Linked DNA regions of Mus musculus: regions 2, 3, 4, 5, 6 and 7 are each linked to region 1. Evidence: chromatin contacts called from public Hi-C, HiChIP or PLAC-seq and promoter capture Hi-C data. All regions are on one chromosome and are shown on one strand. Each heading gives the region's core, a stretch centred on a gene start, on an enhancer-like site or on the middle of the called end of the contact. The rest is flanking DNA. Distances are from core to core; before and after follow the strand shown.

What was found. Promoter capture Hi-C pulls out the DNA fragments that hold promoters and counts their contacts. A called contact is a pair of places that touch in the nucleus more often than the background predicts. HiChIP or PLAC-seq counts read pairs in DNA pulled down with a chosen protein or histone mark.
Region 2: a contact with region 1 is called in a FOXA1 HiChIP or PLAC-seq map of pancreatic cancer cells. The contact joins the enhancer-like site here to the promoter of Capg in region 1. A contact is called at or near these places in 5 of 39 promoter capture datasets (cranial neural crest, liver, neutrophils and 2 more), 4 of 484 Hi-C or Micro-C datasets (the Ba/F3 cell line, embryonic stem cells and erythroblasts), 1 of 115 datasets of contacts at active chromatin or transcription factors (pancreatic cancer cells) and 2 of 9 other capture datasets (adipose tissue and pancreatic islet).
Region 3: a promoter capture Hi-C map of the HPC-7 cell line shows a contact between it and region 1, with 4 times the contacts expected there. The contact joins the enhancer-like site here to the promoter of Capg in region 1. A contact is called at or near these places in 6 of 39 promoter capture datasets (the HPC-7 cell line, HPC-7-derived erythroid cells, cranial neural crest and 3 more), 7 of 484 Hi-C or Micro-C datasets (the Ba/F3 cell line, the G1E-ER4 cell line, cerebellum and 2 more), 1 of 115 datasets of contacts at active chromatin or transcription factors (pancreatic cancer cells) and 1 of 9 other capture datasets (pancreatic islet).
Region 4: a contact with region 1 is called in a promoter capture Hi-C map of liver, with 4 times the contacts expected there. The contact joins the promoter of 4933431G14Rik here to the promoter of Capg in region 1. A contact is called at or near these places in 6 of 39 promoter capture datasets (hippocampal neurons, liver, neutrophils and 2 more).
Region 5: a Hi-C map of embryonic stem cells shows a contact between it and region 1, with 5 times the contacts expected there. The contact joins the enhancer-like site here to the promoter of Capg in region 1. A contact is called at or near these places in 16 of 39 promoter capture datasets (the 3T3-L1 cell line, 3T3-L1-derived adipocytes, cranial neural crest and 8 more), 3 of 15 datasets of contacts at CTCF or cohesin (all in embryonic stem cells), 40 of 484 Hi-C or Micro-C datasets (the HL-1 cell line, brown adipocytes, differentiating embryonic stem cells and 8 more), 14 of 115 datasets of contacts at active chromatin or transcription factors (embryonic stem cells, epiblast stem cells, pancreatic cancer cells and 1 more) and 1 of 9 other capture datasets (embryonic stem cells).
Region 6: a FOXA1 HiChIP or PLAC-seq map of pancreatic cancer cells shows a contact between it and region 1. The contact joins the promoter of Atoh8 here to the promoter of Capg in region 1. A contact is called at or near these places in 1 of 39 promoter capture datasets (embryonic stem cells) and 1 of 115 datasets of contacts at active chromatin or transcription factors (pancreatic cancer cells).
Region 7: a contact with region 1 is called in an HNF4G HiChIP or PLAC-seq map of pancreatic cancer cells. The contact joins the promoter of St3gal5 here to the promoter of Capg in region 1. A contact is called at or near these places in 1 of 484 Hi-C or Micro-C datasets (embryonic stem cells) and 2 of 115 datasets of contacts at active chromatin or transcription factors (memory CD8 T cells and pancreatic cancer cells).

What each region holds. Positions count from the first base shown.
Region 1 is chr6:72,547,854-72,550,553 of GRCm38.p6, reverse strand. It overlaps Capg (capping protein (actin filament), gelsolin-like), which reads right to left and starts at 1,281. Exons shown (of 10, transcript NM_001042534.3): 1 at 1,053-1,281.
Region 2 is chr6:72,291,916-72,294,615 of GRCm38.p6, reverse strand. No RefSeq gene overlaps it. Among named protein-coding and RNA genes, the nearest start is that of Sftpb, 11 kb to the left of the region's middle. Within about 2 kb of position 1,440, at least 45 of the 459 cell types and tissues checked have an H3K27ac peak or open chromatin away from gene starts, as enhancers often do. A contact at or near this core is called in the Ba/F3 cell line, liver, pancreatic cancer cells and 1 more, where this site is marked.
Region 3 is chr6:72,274,419-72,277,118 of GRCm38.p6, reverse strand. No RefSeq gene overlaps it. Among named protein-coding and RNA genes, the nearest start is that of Gm30782, 21 kb to the right of the region's middle. Within about 2 kb of position 1,393, at least 25 of the 459 cell types and tissues checked have an H3K27ac peak or open chromatin away from gene starts, as enhancers often do. A contact at or near this core is called in the HPC-7 cell line, where this site is marked.
Region 4 is chr6:72,121,763-72,124,462 of GRCm38.p6, reverse strand. It overlaps 4933431G14Rik (RIKEN cDNA 4933431G14 gene), which reads left to right and starts at 1,266. Exons shown (of 3, transcript NR_045165.1): 1 at 1,266-1,418; 2 at 1,517-1,618. The region is part of intron 1 of St3gal5 (ST3 beta-galactoside alpha-2,3-sialyltransferase 5); the gene reads right to left.
Region 5 is chr6:72,839,902-72,842,601 of GRCm38.p6, reverse strand. Kcmf1 (potassium channel modulatory factor 1) reads left to right here. Exons shown (of 7, transcript NM_019715.2): 7 at 1-1,488. Among named protein-coding and RNA genes, the nearest start is that of Tcf7l1, 52 kb to the right of the region's middle. Within about 2 kb of position 1,286, at least 11 of the 459 cell types and tissues checked have an H3K27ac peak or open chromatin away from gene starts, as enhancers often do. A contact at or near this core is called in embryonic stem cells, where this site is marked.
Region 6 is chr6:72,234,266-72,236,965 of GRCm38.p6, reverse strand. It overlaps Atoh8 (atonal bHLH transcription factor 8), which reads left to right and starts at 1,389. Exons shown (of 3, transcript NM_153778.3): 1 at 1,389-2,572. The coding sequence starts at 1,802.
Region 7 is chr6:72,096,293-72,098,992 of GRCm38.p6, reverse strand. St3gal5 (ST3 beta-galactoside alpha-2,3-sialyltransferase 5) reads right to left here and starts at 1,385. Exons shown (of 7, transcript NM_001035228.2): 1 at 1,211-1,385. The coding sequence starts at 1,289.

The DNA.
Region 1 (2,700 bases), core at 32-2,531:
ACCTTTGGAGCAGGAAGCTGAGTTTGCCTATGGACCTTTGGACACACCTGACTGTGCCCGGAAAAGTGTCTGATTGTCCTAACTTGCTGAGATCCAATGACTGGACTAGATGAAAACCAACGGGATTGCTTAGGATCTCGACATCCAGGCAAGGCCTGGAGCAGCCTTGAAGCAGAAAGCCAGAGGGCAACGAGGCCCATCTGACTGTCGTGAGCAGTGGGGGGGAGGATGTGTGCCCTGCTGGCTAACTCTGGCTAGAATACCTTTTAAGGACACACTGGGGGCTTAGAAGTGGAGTCCACTCCTACCTCCAACAAAATGCTTGATCCTATCAATGTGCATCAGTGGCCCAGTACTGAGGAAAACTGGGGCTATTTTTGCCCTCTTGGACCCTGACTCACAACAGGTCACTTCCCCTCAAAGACCATATCCGCCCCGTTAGTGTGAGCTGAAATAGCGGCCCTAGGGAGGAAATAGAGGGCCAATTCAAGAAGCCCAGGACTTTCTGACTGTGGCCAATGTCTCTTAGAAGTGGGAACAGCAGTGGCTCTGAACCCCCAGGACAGGCCAAAGCAGATCCCGCTCCCCACACCCCCAGATTCTACCTTCATCTCTCTCCACACTGGTCCCCAGCCAACCCTCTAACTGGGGGCTGGCTGACTGTCCCTCAAGTAGCTGAACCTACCTTGTTCCTTCTCAGTTCCCTTCCTTCCAGTTGTCTGGGCCCAGGATAGTGCTATCTTGGGGACAGACACCACCAGATCTGAATTCACCTCCCGACAGGTTGATGGCTTCTGGGGATCTCTCAGGTCTGACACCACCTCCTACAGACCAGGATGAGCCCAGACCCTTCAGCTCCTCCCCAGCAGCTAGAACACATCCCACCCACACCCACTCAAGACTCTGCAGCTGCAAAACTACAGCTAATGACCTGAGCTGACTTACGCCTGGGGACACCGTTCCCACCTGTTCCCGGACCCTAGCAGCCAGCCCTCACCTACCCACTCATGAGAGTCCTAGTCCCTTCTCTACAGAGCCCTTCCCAGTTTTACCTCTCCACGGGCCTTTTCTTCTCAAACTCGTCTCAGCTTGCCCCTCGATAGCTAGCTTCTAACTTCCCTCTTCGCCACTGGGCTGCCCCACCCACCTGCCCCACCCATGGGGAGGCTCAGTACTCAGAAGTCTAAGGGCTCAGGAAAGCCAGCTCCAAGGCTGGGCCATGCGGATGGAAGGCTGCTATTTCTCAGACATGGTCACTGGGAGGTTAAAGCCTGACTAGGTCTCATCACAGCGGCCTCGGGCAAGGCAGATTCTGAACAATTTAAAGAGTCAGACCAGCAAGGAAAGTCCCATTCCACTCACTAGCCCCGGCAGAGGCCTGAGTCTGCTCAGGCCCTGCTGTGGCTGGTTAGTCACTTTTCCTGGGTTGGGTCACTGGCCCTACACTACTTTTTCCTCCTCCCCCTGACTAGTTGTCTCATTGCCCTGAGTACATGTGATGATGACCTACTCCTTCTCCCTCCTCCTCTTCCTCCTCCTCCATTCCCCTTCCCCTCCTCCCTCTTCCTCTCCTTCCTCCTTCCTTCTCCTCTTTCTCCTTTTGGTTTTTCAAGACGGGGTTTCTCTGTGTAGCCTTGGCTGTCCTGGAAATCTCTCTGTAAACCAGTCTGTTTTTGAAGCAAAGTTCCAAGAGAGTGTTTGAGGCCCTGACACATTCTCTCTCTGTGTGTGTGTGTGTGTGTGTGTGTATGTGTGTTCATTTTGGTGTTTTGTTTTCGAGACAAGCTCTCATGTAGTCAGGCTAGCCTCTAAAGGCAGCTCAAACTGGTCTTGAACACTTGACCCTTCTGATTCCCGGATGCTGGGATCACAAAAGTGCACCATCGTGACCAACTGTTGTTTGGTTGTTTTACTGAGACAGCGTCTCACTTTGGCACCCAGGCTGCTATGAAACTAAATCTGTAGCCCAGATTGGCTTCAATGCTATGAGAATCCTGCCTCTGCTTCCTGAACACTAGTGATTTACATGTAATGAGGCACCACACAAGGTGTCTTGAAACATGAAGTCTCTCTATGCCCCTTAGCTAGGCATGGTGGCTCTTGCCTTTAATCCCAGCACTCGGGAGGCAGAGGCAGGTGGATCTCTTGAGTTCCAGGACAGAGGGCATATGGTTTCAAGCTCAACCCAAAGCAACAGCCGCTCCCTTCGCACAGTCACAGGACCATAATATAGAATCAGTCTGATCTAACTTGCTGGCCCCAGGAAAGCCTTACCCTGGGGCACAGCCCGAAGTCACATAGAAAACAGGACGCTCAGTCAAGGAGGCTCTTATTCCCTCCTAATCCCTAGGTCAGCAGTTCTCAACCTCCCTAATGTGTGACCCCGCAATACAGTTCCTCATGTTGTGGTGACCCCCCCAACCATAACATTATCTTCCTTCTACTTCATAACTGTCATTTGCTACTGTTATAACTCGTAATGTAAATACTTTAGAGATAAAACTTTGCCAAATGATTCATGACTCACAGGTTGAGAGGTTCAGGAATATTTGCACCTAAGGAGCAGCTACAGTTGGGTGACTCAATGTCCAGGGACCCTGACAGGCCCATCCTGGAAGAATGTTAGTCAACAGTCAGATCCATAAGTCCACTAAGCCATAGAGTTTAGTGTTCAGAGTCATGGCCCTGGCCCAGGTAGCA
Region 2 (2,700 bases), core at 191-2,690, 260 kb after region 1:
CTCTGCCCCTCACCCCCCGCCATGCTGCCTCCAAAGGTTATTCTGGAAAGTTCTGATGATGTTTTGGCCTTCATTTTCCTTTTATCCTCACAGATCTGGTCTCCTCTCAGACACTCTTCATCACAGTTTCTACTGTGCTTGAGAGCACCTTCAAGCTTGGACCTTTCTACAGCCAGTTGCAAATGGAGTCAGTCCATTTAGTGAACATCAGGAGTCTGTGTATCGTATTCTCCCTTAAACTGAGGCAAGGAGCATCCCTAATGGCAGCTTTCTCATGGATGCTGAGGTGGGATAGAAAGGCAGGAAACGGGATGGGAGAGTGGGTAAAAGCATCTGCAGCCAAGATGAATGACCCAAGTTCCTTCCCTGGGACTCACGTGGGAGAGAACAGACTCCTTAAACTGTCCTCTGTCCTCCATAAAATAAGTAAATTTTTTAAATTACAGGTCGTAGAAAGGGAAAGAACTCTGGGCGACAGAAGCTTCAAAACAAAAAAATCACAGCTGCTTAGAGGAATGCCGCTTAGAGGAGCACTACTCAGAGGAACACTGCTTAGAGGAGCACCACTTAGAGGAACACTGCTTAGAGGAGCATCGCTTAGAGGAGCACTGCCTCAAACCAGCAGCGGGGCGGACTTTGAGGCACGATACTTGTGGTCTTGAGTTCAGCTGTGTGAATGCCCCCCTCTCATTCCTAATTCTGGACAATTCCATTTACAAAAGGGAGTCCTTTAAGATAAGAGAGAGTTGGTCAAGGTGGTGTGCGTCTTCAGTAGGAGCAGAGGCTGAGGCAGGCGCGCCTCTGTGAGCTTGAGGTCAGCCTGCCCTCCATATTGAGTTCCGGGTCAGTCAGTGAGAACATTTTTATAAATTTTAAATTTTGCTTAAAACTTAAGCTTCGCTTAATCATTTACCTTGTGGTAAAAGCAGATACTTTGGAAACTAGAACTTCGCTGCAGAAGCCTCTACACAGCCATTCTGAAGACATCTAATGGCAACTCTCCCTACTGGAAAGCCCACTTAGGTGTGTGGCGCTCTTTTTCTATGAGTCACACTCTGTAAACATCCTGCCTAAGTGCCAACCGCGTGCTCTCCTTATCTCCACTTAAATAAGCCTGTCCACCTCGCTTCACTCCCATGTTTTGAAATTCTTTTCTGCAGCATAGGCAGGGATCTGACTTGACTTTAGTGGAGGTTCCTGAAGCAATGCTGGGCTGGGCCTCCCCACTTCTGATGACAGTGCCACAGAGTGTAGAGCCTCGGTCATTCTGTTCCTAACTTAGGGCATTCCAGCCATGTCTTCAAGGGTATTGATGGATATGAAGTCCAAGTAGTGGAGCAGGAAGTGTTTGTGGCCAAGCAGCCATGCCCAAGCTGTGGTTTGGCTGATCATTGTGTCAGCTCTGTTAATATTAATCTCGACAGGACAGCCACAGTGCCGCAGCAGGGCAGGGGGGAATCTGTGTTTGCTGCTGAGGAAATGCTGCTACGCAGAGGGATGTCTACAAAGCCTGTTTACTTTTCCTATGTTTGTCAGTCCAGTGTTCCTGGCCGTTCAGGTTCTGCGAGCCCAGATTCCGCAGAGATGGCGCCCTCAGAAGCTACTTTCCCTAAGAAGCATTGGCTCCTCCTCCCTTGGGTCAGCAAGGCAGCTAACAGCAGGATGGAAACCCACCATCTCTGCCCTTCCTTTGTGTGTCTCCTTTCCCTTGGGGTACCTGCTTGCCTCTGCAGGTCTACATATTAGTCCCACATGACTCTTGGAGGGTCTATCTAGCGTAACTCAGCCCCCTTCAGGGCTGAAGATGCTGAGAGAAGTCATTGACCTAAACGTGCAGCTACTGTAGACTCCAGAGAGAACATCACCTTGCAGTATACACTCTCTGCCCCCTCCACGCCCCGCCCAGAAGGGCTCTCACCTGTGATGAGTAGGCTAGGAGCACCCTGGGACAGAAGAGAGCATCTTGTAGAAACCAGACTGGTCCCCTCAAGGGATGGTGCTGATAAGGCATTCTTTGGACCACCTTGCAGAACTAGAATTGAGACAATCAACCAGGCCACACTGTGACCTCTAGCTCCCTGATGCTTCCTCTGTTAAAACTCATGCCAGCATCCCAAAGACAGACGTGAGGGCTGCTGGGTCCCTTTATCTGTCCCTCTTCACAGTGTGACTATCTGACCATATTGGATCAATACCCTCTCTGCTTTCACCATTACGTAGCTACTGAGCTGGTGTACTGGAGATAGGTGGCTACAACCTAGTTGCTGGGGCTTTTATAACCCAGAGTTTTACCTAAAAACTCTGCTTACACTGATTATAAGGGTTCTTTGCTTAATTCTTTTGTTGCTATGAAAAAAATGTCTGAGAAAAACAATTTAAAAGTGGAGACACTTTGGCTCACAGTCTGAAGGTACACAGTCTGAAAGTACAGTCAGAGATACACAATCTGAAGGTGCAATCCGCCACAATGGGAAAGTAATGGTGGTTGGAGTGTGAGGTGGTCACATTGCAGCTGCAGTCAGGAGGTAGAGAAATGAATGCTGGCACTTAGCTCTCCTCCTCCTCCTCCTCCTCCTCCTCCTCCTCCTCCTCCTCCTCCTCCTCCTCCTCTCCCTTCCCTCCCCCTCCCCCTCCTCCTCTTTCTCTCTGTGACAGGATCGCACAGGATCACACATGCAGCCCTGGATGGCCTGGAAATCA
Region 3 (2,700 bases), core at 144-2,643, 270 kb after region 1:
GGAGGCCAGCTCTTTCCCCTTCGGCTGCTCTGAGCTTCAGTGGGGGCCCGAGGAGGAGGGCAGAAAGGGTCCTGGTGGAACAACAAGGGCCTGGATTACGTTTCCAGCCAGGAAGGTGGGTAGGAGGGCAGTGAGCATCGAGGTTGGTTGAGGGCAGGTGACCACCCGGGGAGTCTGGGGGTAGAAGGACTTGGAGAGAGATGCATGGAACCAGAGAGTAAGGTTTTGAACCCAGCTCCCAGCAGGCGAAGATATTCCTTGGAAATAAAGTTGTCCATTTTGATCACCCCCATCCATGACCCCAATGCTGCCTCTTCACAAGGCTGCATTAAGCTTTTCAAGGCCTTCTGGAAACAGAACGTGCTCCCAGCTACACAGAGATCCTCCCTCTCAGTCCTCGATTCTAGGGAATAAATGTGACTGGCCCCGAGAGCCACAGGCTTGGCCAGCTGACGCAAGCCCACAGGAACAAGGGTAACCCTTCTAGCTCCTCGGTGGCCGAAGCAGTTTTTACAGCCCAAAGAGGCAAAATGGGAACTAAGGGTTGAGAGTGGGCAAGGAAACCACCTCAGGGAGAGAGAGCAGGGGAGGACTGGAGTTACCGTCTCCGGACAGAGCATGCCCACATCCAAAGCTTTTTCAAATGATCCAAACTCCTGGCTTGAGAGGTGGCTCAGGGGTTAAGAGCACCCGCTGCTCTTGCAGAGGGCCCAGGTTTGATTCTCAGCCCCTAACCGGCAGCTCATGAACACCCAAGACTCCAATTTCAGATCTGATACCCTCTTCTGGCCGCCTTGGGCACTGCATGCATGTGATGCATAAATATGTACGCAGACAAAACACTCCTACATAAAAGTGTACTGGAATTTGTGTGTAATCCCAGCACTTGGGAAGTTGGGGCAAGAGGATCAGGATTTGGCTACATACCAAGTTTGAGTTTGTGCTACATGAGATGCTGCCTCAAAACAACAATAACAACAACAACATAAGACAAGCAAATAAATAGAATTCCAATGAAGACACTCTACAATCTATTTGCCAACAATTAATATAGAAAAATGTCTAACTCCTTTAGGAGGCCATTTTAAAGATTTTACTTCTCTCTCTCTCTCTATGTATGTATGTATGTATGTATGTATGTGTGCCCGTACGTGTGTAGGGTGGAGTCTGATGCTGGGTCCCATCTTCCACTGGCCTAGCTAGTTTTATGTCAACTGAAGCCATTTGTGAAGAGGGAACCTCAGTTGATAAAATGTCCTCTCCACACTGGCCTGTGGGCAAGTCTGTGGGGCATTTTCTTGACTGATGATTGATGTGGGGAGGCTCAGCTCACTGGAGATGGTGCCAACCCTGGGCCCATGGTCCTGGGCCCAATAGGAAAGCAGGCTGAATGAGCCACGAGGAGCAAGCCAGGAAGCAGCCGTCCTCTGTGGTCTCTGCGTCAGTTCCTGCCTTAGGTTCTAGCCCTGATGAATGATAATTAGGACGCAGAAGCTGAAATAAACCCTTTCCTCCCCAAGTTGCTTTTGGTCATGTGTCTTCTCACAGCTATGAGAACCCTGACTAAGATACCTACCTAATCAATGAGGTGGGGTTTCCAGTCAGACCCAGGGCTTTGAAGATATAATTTGTCTTACCCGCCATCTTGTCTGGGGGTCCCCAACCTGCCTTTGGAGGCTAGAATTATAGGCAGGTTGCTACAGACACTCAGAATTGGCACTGAGTACCCAAACTCTGGCCCTCAGACATATATGGCAAGTGTTTTAAGCACTGAGCCATCCTCCTGGCCTTGAAGCGGGGCATTGAAGAGCAACATTTTGGTTCTCTAAGCCATTGACACCAAACTCTCAGCGATGGCACATAAACGCCCTGGTTATCCCACACACAATGTTGATCTGGGGATAGACATCAGCCTTTCACACACACCCCACCCCACCCCTCCATTACAGACCTATTAGAGGTATTTGGAGGTTGCCAGCAGAAGTGGATGCGGGGCCTTGGATTCTGAGAGCTGACACCTGACAGTCTTGGGGCACAGAGGAGTCTGTAGTCACCTCCTTTCCTTTTCTTTCTTTTTAAATATGTACTTTACATGTCTGGTGGGTGCCTGGTTGTCTGCATGGACCCCATGTGGGTGCAAATCCCTTTGGAGGCCATAAAAGGGCACCAAGATTCACTAGAACTGGGGTTACAGGCAGTTGTAAGCTACCCGATGTGGGTGCAAGGAACCAAGCCCAGGCCTTCTGTAGGAGCACCAGCTCACCCACAGCAGTTACATTTCTGTCTGCAAAGCCAGCAGGCCCCAGGAGGTCAGCTGGATTCTACCTCAGCAAGGCATTCAGGAGGTAAAAAAATGGAAGCAGTACTCACACACCCAGAGCACAGCTTACTCTGGTGGTGCTGATGAAGGGCGAGGCACCCTCCGCTGAGGGTCAGAATAGCCCAGCTCCCCACATTGGGCACTGACCCCAGCCCACCCCCACCCCCTTCCCAAGCTGTTCCAAGCCTGGGGCCCTGCCCTGTCCCAGGGAACTCTGGCTTTTCTCACACCCACACTTGCACATTCATAAGCAAGGCAAAGAAAGAAAGCAGGTATTGTTCGAATTCATAGCAGGTTATATTCTAGGAAAAGGTGGTGTAAGTGGAAAAGATAAAAACTGGATTGATTTCCCCACAGAAACAATACCAAGATGAGAAATC
Region 4 (2,700 bases), core at 17-2,516, 430 kb after region 1:
GCTGAGGACAGGGCCACAGAGGTGACCCAGGCCCCACTGGGAATCCCAGAGGACGGTGAGTGAATCCCAGGTACTGAGCACTGAGTTGTCGGTACTGTTGGAGCTCGGCTTTGTCTTGTTCAGATTATGGTTTTGCTCTGGGTTTTTCCCCCTCTTCAAATAAAAAAAGGTACTTTGTTATTATTATTATTATTATTTACTGTTATAGGAGCACACAATTGAGAGATTTTAAAGCTTCTTTAAGAGAAAATTTTGGAGTTTTACAGATATTTTAAAATTAGAAAAGTGGATATTTTTAAAAGAACAGCTTTTAAAATATTTAAATGTATAAGGCTATGGGATACTTTAAATTTATAGAATGTTTTATATTATTAATATCTGGCCTTAAAAAATAGATAAGAGGCTAAAAAATTAGGGCCACAGCTATGAGCACCAAACGCTAAACACCAAAACCTTAAGTATTCCTCTCTTTTGGAGCAACAAGACAACGACCTGAAGAATCTGACTAAGAACTGGATGGATGTCTCTCCTTACCTAAGGCCGGCTCAGGCTGGAAGAGGCTGGCTTGGGAATGTATGTCTCCCTTCCTCGTCTTGGCTAACTTCGTTAGGCTTTAGCTATTGTGATAATCTGAGTAATATAAGAAACTAATATTCTATAGTGGTACACTGTAAAAGGCTCAGCAAAGTTCCCAGTATCTATGTGGACTGTGTTTATGAGTTACAGTTTTATTTTGATACCAAAGAGCTTCAGTTCCTTCAGAAATGATTGTTTTTTTTTAATTCAAACTTCACAAAAATAAAGCTGTAAAATCCTAGTCTTATAAAAGCTGCTAAGCCATAGTTAAGACATGCAAGTTAACAGTCACAGAGTAAATGATCAAATTCCATAATGTGTTCAGAACCTCACTTGTAGTCATGCTGAGTGCTAATATCATTAATTATAGAAATAAGCTTTATTTACTTTTTTTTTTGTTTTTTGGTTTTTTGGTTTTTTGAGACAGGTTTCTCTGTATAGCCCTGGCTGTCCTGGAACTCAGAAATCTGCCTGCCTCTGTCTCCCGAGTGCCGGGATTAAAGGCGGCACCCCCTGGCTATTTACTTTTCAAGGTTAAGCCTAAAGCAAGTAACTAAAAGCAAGCAAAGTTTATTACTTTGTATATACTTAATAGATATTGGTCCTTAAGACTTTCTAAAGGTCTGCTGAATTTGGAATTTAGAATGTTTAATGTAAAAGAGCTTACCATGACAGAGACCCCAGCTCCTAGTAGTAGAAGCCAGATGAAGGCTTCTAAACATGACACCTTCATCTGGATTCTGGTAACCTTAACCACTGGGCATAACTGCCTCATGCCTCGTCTGCCATCAAACCCGGCCACTGTTGAGTTGATTGCTGTACTCTTGCCTGGTCAAAGTAAGGTCAGTTGGGAACAGAACTCAAGTCCATTGAAAGAACCACAGGGTAAGGTCAGTCCCCACAAAGTTCCTCACCTGTCCTCCACATAAAATTCTCTCAGATCTTCTGGGCCTGGTGACTGAAGACCAATGCTGGCCTGAGACCTCCACCTCCCCCCAAGCCATCGTAGCCACAGAGCCTAGGGTGATCATCTCGATAATGAGTAAGTCTCTGTCATTTTAATCAGAACATAAGCCATTTGGATACTTTCTGCTACAATGTATCCTTCTCGGATCTCTGCTGGCATTGATGGCTAGGCTAACTGTAGCTCTGTCAGTTTAACGGCAGCAGGCAACGGGCTCCTCCCTGCAAGGCTGCAGCTGCCTAGATAGTTCACATCATATGTAAAAACTAGGCCTTGCTGTTTCTAAAGCTACTAAGTCTCCAGTTGAGAAAGGTAGATGGGGTTTCCTTGCCAACAGGCTTCATATTAAAGGACAAACAGGTTTCTGATGTAGCTATTTACTGTTCTTTTACTCAAAGCACTTGCTTTGCAATGGCTGCTCTCAGCAAAAACCATTTGTGCCTCTAGTAAATGACTAGATGGATAAACGGTTTAAAGTCTATGTAAGTTCTGAGGGTCTAAGATAGTGTTCTAAGGTGCAGAGAGGTCTGAGAACGTGAAGGCTTAAGTTCAGAGGATCTAAGAAAGTGACTTATGGCGTTCGTTGTAAAGGTTTAAGAGAATGATTTAAGGTATATGAAAAATGGGAGTTTCATATTTCTTTACCTCTCTGTTCTTGTTATACTAAGATTTCAAAAGTTCAGAGTTTTAACACTGATCAGTGGAATTCTGACAGATGGTAGAGCACTGATTGTTATTATAGTCACAAGGAAAAGAGTTTAAATTTTATTTGGTTGTCTTCTAAGTATAGACTTAACGGTGCTTCTCACTGGCTAAAATTGTCTCTGTCAAATCTATATGTCCATCCCACTGGACAGAGGAGAAATAAATGTTCATCTTTTTTAACCTGAAGCCATAGCTTTTGCTGATTCAAAGGTGGGATTCTACTCCAGCTGTCTTACAGACACCTGCTTGCTGCTTTTCCCACAATGTAGATCACTACAGATTACACACAGTGACAATGCTTATATATCTAAAACTTTTCTCTCTTTAAGTAGACTAAAAAATCCTGTAAGCTCAGGGAGTCTGAGTCCTAAGACTTGAATCCACCTCCCACAGGTCAAAAGGACTCCAGATAAGAACCACCTAAGTCCCCACACCTATCCCTGAGGACGAGGTCT
Region 5 (2,700 bases), core at 37-2,536, 290 kb before region 1:
TCAAACTGAAGAGGAAAATTGAAATCTCTAATGAAGCTGCTGTGTGTATTTATGAATATTAATGAATAAAAACTGCTTGGATGGTTTACCTAACTACTGCATGAGGTTTTTTGCAGCGTGCATGAGTTTCAGTGGCCTTGTTATTTAAAAATTAAATACAAGGAGTAAAACTTAAAAAAATAAAATTTAAAAATAAAAATAAAATACAAAGCCCAAAGCTTTCCCAGCGTTATCCAATGGTTACTGGCAGAGTAGCTTTTGAATAATGTCTGCCTGACTCACCCTTATCCATGTGCCTCCTACGCACAAAGCCAGCTCTGCAGTGGAACCCAGGGGGCCTAGCCAGCTACAGCGCTCCACTGTATGACTGTCCTGTCGCCCTGTTAACCAGTCCAGCCTGTCTCTGTCTCTTGTCTCACCAGAAGACACACCAGTAAAGGCGGGGTCCTCTGCAGGGCGACTGTGTGCCCTTTAGACAAATCCTGTTTGTGTTTGTTGGAAGTTTTTACTTTTTGTGGTTGTTTAAAATTTTTTGATTGTTAAACATGTTCATTCAGGTGTAGATGGATTTCATTTATTCACTGTTCAGTGCAGTTAACCTGAATTATGTTGTCTTGTTTTTTAAAATCTCACCACCTCAATCATACTTTGTGCCGTTTATGTGTGTGTGTGGTTTGCTGAGACAGATCAGTATCAGGGGAGCCTTCCCACACCTTACCAACCAAATTCTTAATGCTTATTTTAGCACCTTGTATTTATTGTTTTTCCCCTCCTGGCATAAAAAGTAAAGTTTTTTAATTGATTCATGCCACCCATATGCCTATGTTATCAATCCTGTGTGTTGAAAAAAGAAAAAAGTAGAGCTGCCTTGGTAGTTAGGGTGTGGAGGATGGGTGCTTTCTGTTTGTCTCCAGGTTTCACACTGGCTCCAGGGAGGGGCAGAGGCTCTGCGGGGGTGGGGCAGTTTTTGAAATGTAAATTTAGAACTTTTAAAAAAGATGCGCAGCTTCTGATCAATTTCTATGAGACTTAATCTAATCATGTCTGGCTCCGGCCCTCTTCCCTGTGAGCCGTCCGTCCTCTGTTGGTTCTCTCTCCCGCCATCTTGTCCTCCCCTCTGTTTTTCATGACAAGCATACAGACTTGAACACCCCTGGGTGCTGTCAAGAACTGTGAAGTCCATGGTCATCCAAATCTACCAAAAAAAGAAGTCACCCTCCATGTCTAAAAAAACTGTCGCTTCTCCTCGGAAACTTGAGACTCCACCAGCTTCCAGATACAGTAGCTGTTTTCTTTAGTCTTTGATGGAAATCTTCTGAAGGAACCGCCCTCGCTGGGCTCCTGGTACACCAGAGGTCAAGGCCGGTGGGGTTTTCTTTTTTTAATTGGTTGTTGAGAAGTTTCAGAAGTTCGTTTTCCAGCTGTGGTCATTTCAGACACATCTGCACCATAACTCACACATTTCAATAAAGCATTTTCAAGACTGTTGGCCACTCGAATTTCTTTGGTGTTGAATTAACCTGACCATCATTCAGAGGATTTTTTTTTTTTTTTAACATCTCTAATGCAGTTTTTTTTTTTTTTTTTTTTTTTTTTTTTTTGCTTTTTGTGCTAAACACAGAGTTACTGGTTTTGTGTGGATGTATAACCTTGGATGTGAGAAAGAATAACTGCCAATTGTGTACTTTCCCTCTTCTGCACAAATTCTGGGAAAACATAAGATCCTCCATTTTCAACATGGTTTTAGGGAACAGATGGAAGTCTTTCAGGGCAGTTTAATTTAGAAAATGAAGTTAACCCTTCAGAAGGCCTAGTGGTTCATAAGATTCCATCTCATGTAGAAAATTGTATATTAATTATTTTTATCAGATATTTTACAAATACCTCACCTCATCCTGTATGTAACCTATAATAATGTATTATTTTAGGGTAGAAAGACACAGATTATCAATATAAAATATATTTAAGCCCTTCGAATTCTTGTGTCCTTTTTCTTTAGTTTCTGAATCAACATCACATCATTGGATGTACTTAGTGAGTTCCATTGAGTCTTCAGGGAAGAGCCCGCTCCTGATGTGGAGTGTCCATGGTGTATATGTGGTCTTCTACAGCTCTAGCCTTTACTTCCTGTTTGGAAATAATTCTGCTCAAGGTATTCTAGAAGGAGCTTAATTTCATGATTGTAGAAATTAAAAAATACATAGGCATCAGAGTGTGTGTGGTGTCGTTGTGCAGTGTGTGTATACAGTCTGTTTTGCTTAGAGATGGGGTTAAATGGAGCCGGGCTATCCTTCCAGCTCACTAAGCAGTAGAGGACTTAATCCCATCTTCTTCCTGAGTGCTGGGATTACAGGTCCACACAGCTACAAAGTGGTGGGTTTTTTGTTTTGTTTTATTCTGTTTGGTTTTGAGAGGGTTTACCTGTGTAGCCCAGGCTGTCTTGGAATTAGCTCTGTAGACCAGGCTGGCCTGGAACTCGAAGATCTGCCTGCCTCTCTCTGCTCACTACTGGAATTAAGAGTTGTGAGCCACCACCTCTGATTTTGTAACAAATACTACTTCTGTGGCCTCTAAATATAGTTTGGGATAACTTATGCCTTCTCGGCCTTCCATTTTCCCCTCCTGACAGTTCTTGGTACTATAGTATTTCCTGCAGTAACTGGTAGGTTTTCACATGTCACCAAGCCTCTTGTGTCTGCT
Region 6 (2,700 bases), core at 140-2,639, 310 kb after region 1:
ACAGATGTCATCCCTATCACTGCTCTCTTTCCTTCCATTCCGACAAATTACAGTGGTCTTTCCCTTCTTTTGGAAGACATTAGAAAAGGGCTGGGGTTCAGCTTTCGTGGAGCCCGTTGTTAGGAATGGCATCCACTCACGTGGAGGCATCTAACACACTAACTGCCACGGGCAACACAGCTTGTGACTCTGCCCAACTCTAGCTAAGCCCCGAGTTATAGTTTCACTACACCAGTGTGTCAAGGGTCACCATTCAAATGCCATATACGATCTCCTTTCATCCTTTTAATGACACTTGCCTCAAAGGAGACCATTGGAGGAAGGCTCGGTGAAGAGAGCAACTCTACGTGGCAGCACAGGGGAAGGTGTGTGCAGAGGGTCCCGAGAGGGCCTCCCCGTCAGCCTCTTCTTTCTAGTAGGATTTCCAGTGGAATAGGGGCCTGGGGGTCTGGAGAGTGAACTCTACCTCTGGGGCCAATTGGCATCAGGCTCTGTGCTCAATCAATTGTTATCATTCCCAGGAGGAAGGTGTGGTTGTGACCCCTATCCTGGGCATAAGGAGCCAGAGGTGCCGAGGGACAGCACGACGAATGCCAAGGTCGCTCAGTAAATGGCAACCTTGAGCTCTGGACCTAAGAATTCTGTCTGCTTGAGGAGCTGTCCTGCCCTGGCTGATAACATTAGCGCAGCTACTGATGACCTGGCACCTCCTGTGTGGCGGCTTTCACAGCCAGGCTGTGACAAGCATGGGTGTTCTCCAGATTCCTCATTTCATAGATGAGTAAATCTGGGTTTAGCAGGGCGCTTCGGGTAAGATGACTTAAGATCTTCACCGACGTTACATCTGCTAAACCAGACATTTGCATCTCTCAGTTTCCCAATGTCCGGTGTTCTGTTCCTAAGGCCTCTGCCCCAGCAAATAGGGGCAAGAAGGGAGAAGGCCTTCTTGCAGTTGGATGACAATGACCAGCCACTCTGGGGTTCTTCTCTCCCACTTATCTTTCCCTCCCAGAAGCTCTGGGATTTCTCCCTCTGTTGGACAGTTCGGGTGGGAGGTAGAAGGGAAGGTTCTGGATGGGAAAGGTCGGCGCTGCGTCACCCCCACCCCCACCCCAGGCCAACAAGGCTGGGCAATGAAGGGCCACAGCGATTAGCAGCCACGTGCTCGGGACTGTAGTGGACAGTGCGGACTGTTTTTGGAGAGAGAAGGCGCGCCCCCAACTTGGGTAGGGGGCAGAGAGGGCGAGCAGGAGGAGGCAGGTTCCGGCACAAGGCATGAGGGGTGGGGGGAGGCCGAGAGCACGCGGACAAAGGAGGCGGCCCTCAGCCCAGCTGTTTTGAAAAATGCTTCCTGTTTCTTTAAAGGCGCTCGCTGCTCGGGCGGCCTGGGCTCGGGAGGCGGCAGCGGCGGCGGCGGGAGCTGCCTCCTCTCCGGGCGGGCGGCGCTGAGTGATCTTGCGAACTGGGCTTCTGTGTAAACTGAGGCTAAACAAACACAGATGGAGCGCAGCGGGCGTTCTGCAGAAATGCTGGCAGGGCGGCAGCGACTTCAGATGACACTCTGAGCTCTCCCGGGGAACCGGCAGCCTCCAAGGCTTCACGGAGCCGGAGGCGCAGCTGCCCCGGGAGTGGGGGTGCGAGGGAGGGACCCGGGGAGGGAGGGTAGGAGGAGAGAGCGCGGCGACAAGGCGGCGCTCAGCGCGGCGGCCACCCGGCACAGCCAGGCGCGCGGCGTGCAGAGTGATCGCTGCGGGCGCGCGTCCCGGGCAGTCCCACGCCCCAGCCTCACGCCGTCCTCGCCATGAAGCACATCCCGGTCCTCGAGGACGGGCCGTGGAAGACTGTGTGCGTTAAAGAACTGAACGGCCTCAAGAAGCTCAAGCGGAAAGGCAAGGAGCCGGTGCGGCGCGCGAATGGCTATAAAACTTTCCGATTGGACTTGGAAGCTCCCGAGCTCGGCGCCACAGTCAGCACCACCGCCGCCACCAACGGGCTTCGGGACAGGACACAACCGTTCCCGATCGCGACCCCAGTACCAGCCTCAGTGGCGCCGGCGGTTCCTCCAGGTGGAGGCACAGACACAGCCAGGGAATTCCGGGGCATCAGAGCGCCTGAGGTCTCTGACGCGCGCAAACGCGGTTTCGCTCTGGGCACAGTGGGACCGGGACTACCCACGCCACCGCCGCCTCCCGCATCTCAGAGCTTGGCACCCGGGGATCCCGAGGCGCACTCCTTCCGCGAGCAGGCTCTGCGTCCCCGCATCTTGCTGTGCGCCCCTCCCGCGCGTCCCACACAATCCGCGCCTCTCGCACCCCCAGCGGCGCCACAAGAGTCCCCCGTGCGCCCTGCGCCCCCCACGCGCCCGGGGGAAAGTTCCTACTCGTCAATTTCACACGTAATTTACAATAACCACCCGGATTCTTCCGCGTCGCCTAGGAAACGGCCAGGCGAAGCGACCGCCGCCTCAACGGAGATCAAAGCCCTGCAGCAGACCCGGAGGCTTCTGGCCAACGCCAGGGAGCGGACGCGGGTGCACACCATCAGCGCAGCCTTCGAGGCGCTGAGGAAGCAGGTACTCACTAACCGCCGCGGGGTTAGAGTGGCAGAAGTGGGTGGGTGGGTGGTCCCAGGGTCGGAGTTAGGATAAAAGGAATCCCACAAAGCAGGCAGATTAGAGTTATCATTGTTGCAACTTTTTAG
Region 7 (2,700 bases), core at 136-2,635, 450 kb after region 1:
GAAACCAAAACCTACTTTTCTGGTCCTTTCTTTCAGCAGACAAATCCCTCTTCTCAGGCCCAGCATTTGCGTAGGGCTGCAGGTAGAAGAGGATTTACAGTCATAAACCAAGGGAAGGCTTGGCTAGACACCAGAGGGCAGAGATGAGTGTGAGTCTCCTTCCTTTGTAAGTCTAAAACCCAGCACAGCTCTTGGCTGAAGGAACCTGAAACCCATCGGTCCCAGAAAAAGCACAACACATAAAAATGCCTCTTCCTCCTTTTAAGTACATCTACTTACATTTACACCTAATTTTGCAAAGGCAAAATTCATATATGTGAATTAAGACTGAATTACTGGGGGGAAAGGTATAAAAATTTCATTTCCAAGTCAGCTAGTGATTCTACAGAGTTCTCGCCAATTGACATATTTATTCTAAATGGTTAAAACCACAAACTCATTGTGGAAGAGACCCAAGCCAACAGCAAGTTAAGTCTTCCAGTACAGACCTGGAGAGCAAGCTCCCCACAGGAGGATATCAGTGTCTGCCAAGGTCATCCAGCTGATGTGCAGTAGGGACAAGAGCTTTCATTTACTGGGGTCCTACCAATTGTTCTCTAACACCCTCTCCGCAAAACAAACAAATAAAACAGCGCACAAAGAACGCGTCCCCTCGTCAGGACACAGCTTAAAATTTCCAAGAAACCAAAACGGTCTCCCAATGTGTCTCCTCCGCAGGACTGGCCGCAGAGAGGGGGCAGGGAAGGTCACCAGTGAATTTCTGCCAGCAGAAAGCTACCCACTTTCACACTGCACGTCTACCCACATGGATGCACCAGGAGGGTTCAGGCGCCACTAGTTACCCTGTACAAGGTTCCCCAAAGCAGTCAAGGGAGACACTGAGTCTATTCGACTCTGCCGGCTCAGAAGGTTCCAGCAATGAATTAAAATCCCAGAACCAAGCGACGTGAAGAGGGCCACTCTGGCTGGACCTGCCACGCGGGGCAGGTCATCCTTACCCGCAGCGCCGCGTCCACACCTGCGCAGGCTGCGCCGGGGGCGCCCATGTAGGCAGCCAGGGGCCGCGACCCTCCGCCCGTGTCCCCTAGCAGGCGCGTCCGGCGTCGCAGGGCTGGGGAGGAGCCGCTGGGCCTGGGGTATCGCAAAGGCGGATCGCCGCTATCTGGGCTCCCCGGTGTCCGCTCTGCCGACTGGGGGCTGCGCCACGTACCTCGGCAGGCAGGTGCCGCTGCTTGGCTTCGCAGCTTCTGGGGCCTCCGCGCCGCGCCGCCCACCGCCTCTGTGTGCATGCTAGGGAGGGAGCGCTGGCAAGCCGCCAGCCCGGGGCCCCGCGCCCCAGCCAGCCCCCGGCGCCGCGCTCGCGCCAATTCAGCCCCGGACAGTCCGCTCCCCCGCGCGGATGCTGAGGGGGGTGGGGGTAGGCGGGGGCGGGGTCGCGCGTCACGAGGATAAGGGAGACCAATCAGAGTGCGCCGAGGCCCCGCCTGCGAGCGGACTGTCCCCCCGCCCCCTCCGACTGCTAGTGCGAGGGGGAGCGGGACAACTCCAGCCGAGAAGTAGGTGGGGCGCCAGGCAGCCTAGGATGAGGGTGCCCCGCGCTCGGGGATCTCTTCAACTCTCCCCAGGCTTGCGCGTGATTAGATAGTGGAAGGCGTTCCGGAGAACCTAAGGTGGCTCTGGACCGGTTAAAGGCTTTGACTGAGCATCCAATTAGGAGTCGGAGCTGGGGAACTAAGGGGCTTGACGTAGTCACGTGCTTTATTCGCCAGCTGCCCACTGGTCTTCAGGTAATTACTGGTCCTGGGTTCCTGAGACCCAAGAGACAAATACCAGGACAAGCTAAATCAGCGGTTCTCAACCTGGGGGTCGCCTAATACCAATGGAAGACACGTTTATTTACATTTACGATTCACAACAGTAGTGGAATTACAGTTATGAAGTATCAACGAAAATACTTTTTATGGTCAGGGGTTACCACCACAACTTGAGGAAGTGTATTAAAGGGTCGCAGCATTAGGAAGGTTGAGAACGATTAGGCTACACGGTTGTTACTGTGCTAGTTACCAAAGCCAACCAACTTGTTTTAACAGGAGAAGGAACTGAGGTCTGTGTGGGACTGAGGGTGAGTAGCTTTGAAGTCATTTGGAGGCCGAAGCAGGAACAGAACCTGGGCTTGGAGCGCTCAAATCTTATTTGTCTGAAAGCTAGAGAGGCCCTGGCCTCTCACACCTTATTTTGGAAAGGAAATGCCATACGATTTTTAAAAACACATTTAATAAATCCCAAAATTGGTGCATTAAAAAGGCCTAAAACCGGACTGGATCTCCCTTTTAGGATATTTTTCCCCATGATCTTCTAGAAAAGCCGACAAGAAAGGGATCCAAAGCGCAGAGTAAATGATATAATGTAGCCAAGTTCTTCTGAGGATGCAGACCCTTTGTTACTGCATGTGTGTGTGGGAAATCCCCTAGTGCCATAGTCTTTGTTATATTGGAATAGCTTGCCTTCGACCTCAAGAACATTTAACCACAAAGGGGCATTCTGATAGTCAGGAGGCACGCTTTCCAAGATAACAGCTCCAGTTTTCTTGGTGACTGCATAGCAAACTCCTTTTTGGGTCTGCTCAAGGTCCCGTGCTAGATCTGTGTATCAGCTGAGAAAATTGAAGCTTTGTAGTGGAAGCTTGTCAGCCTGTACAAA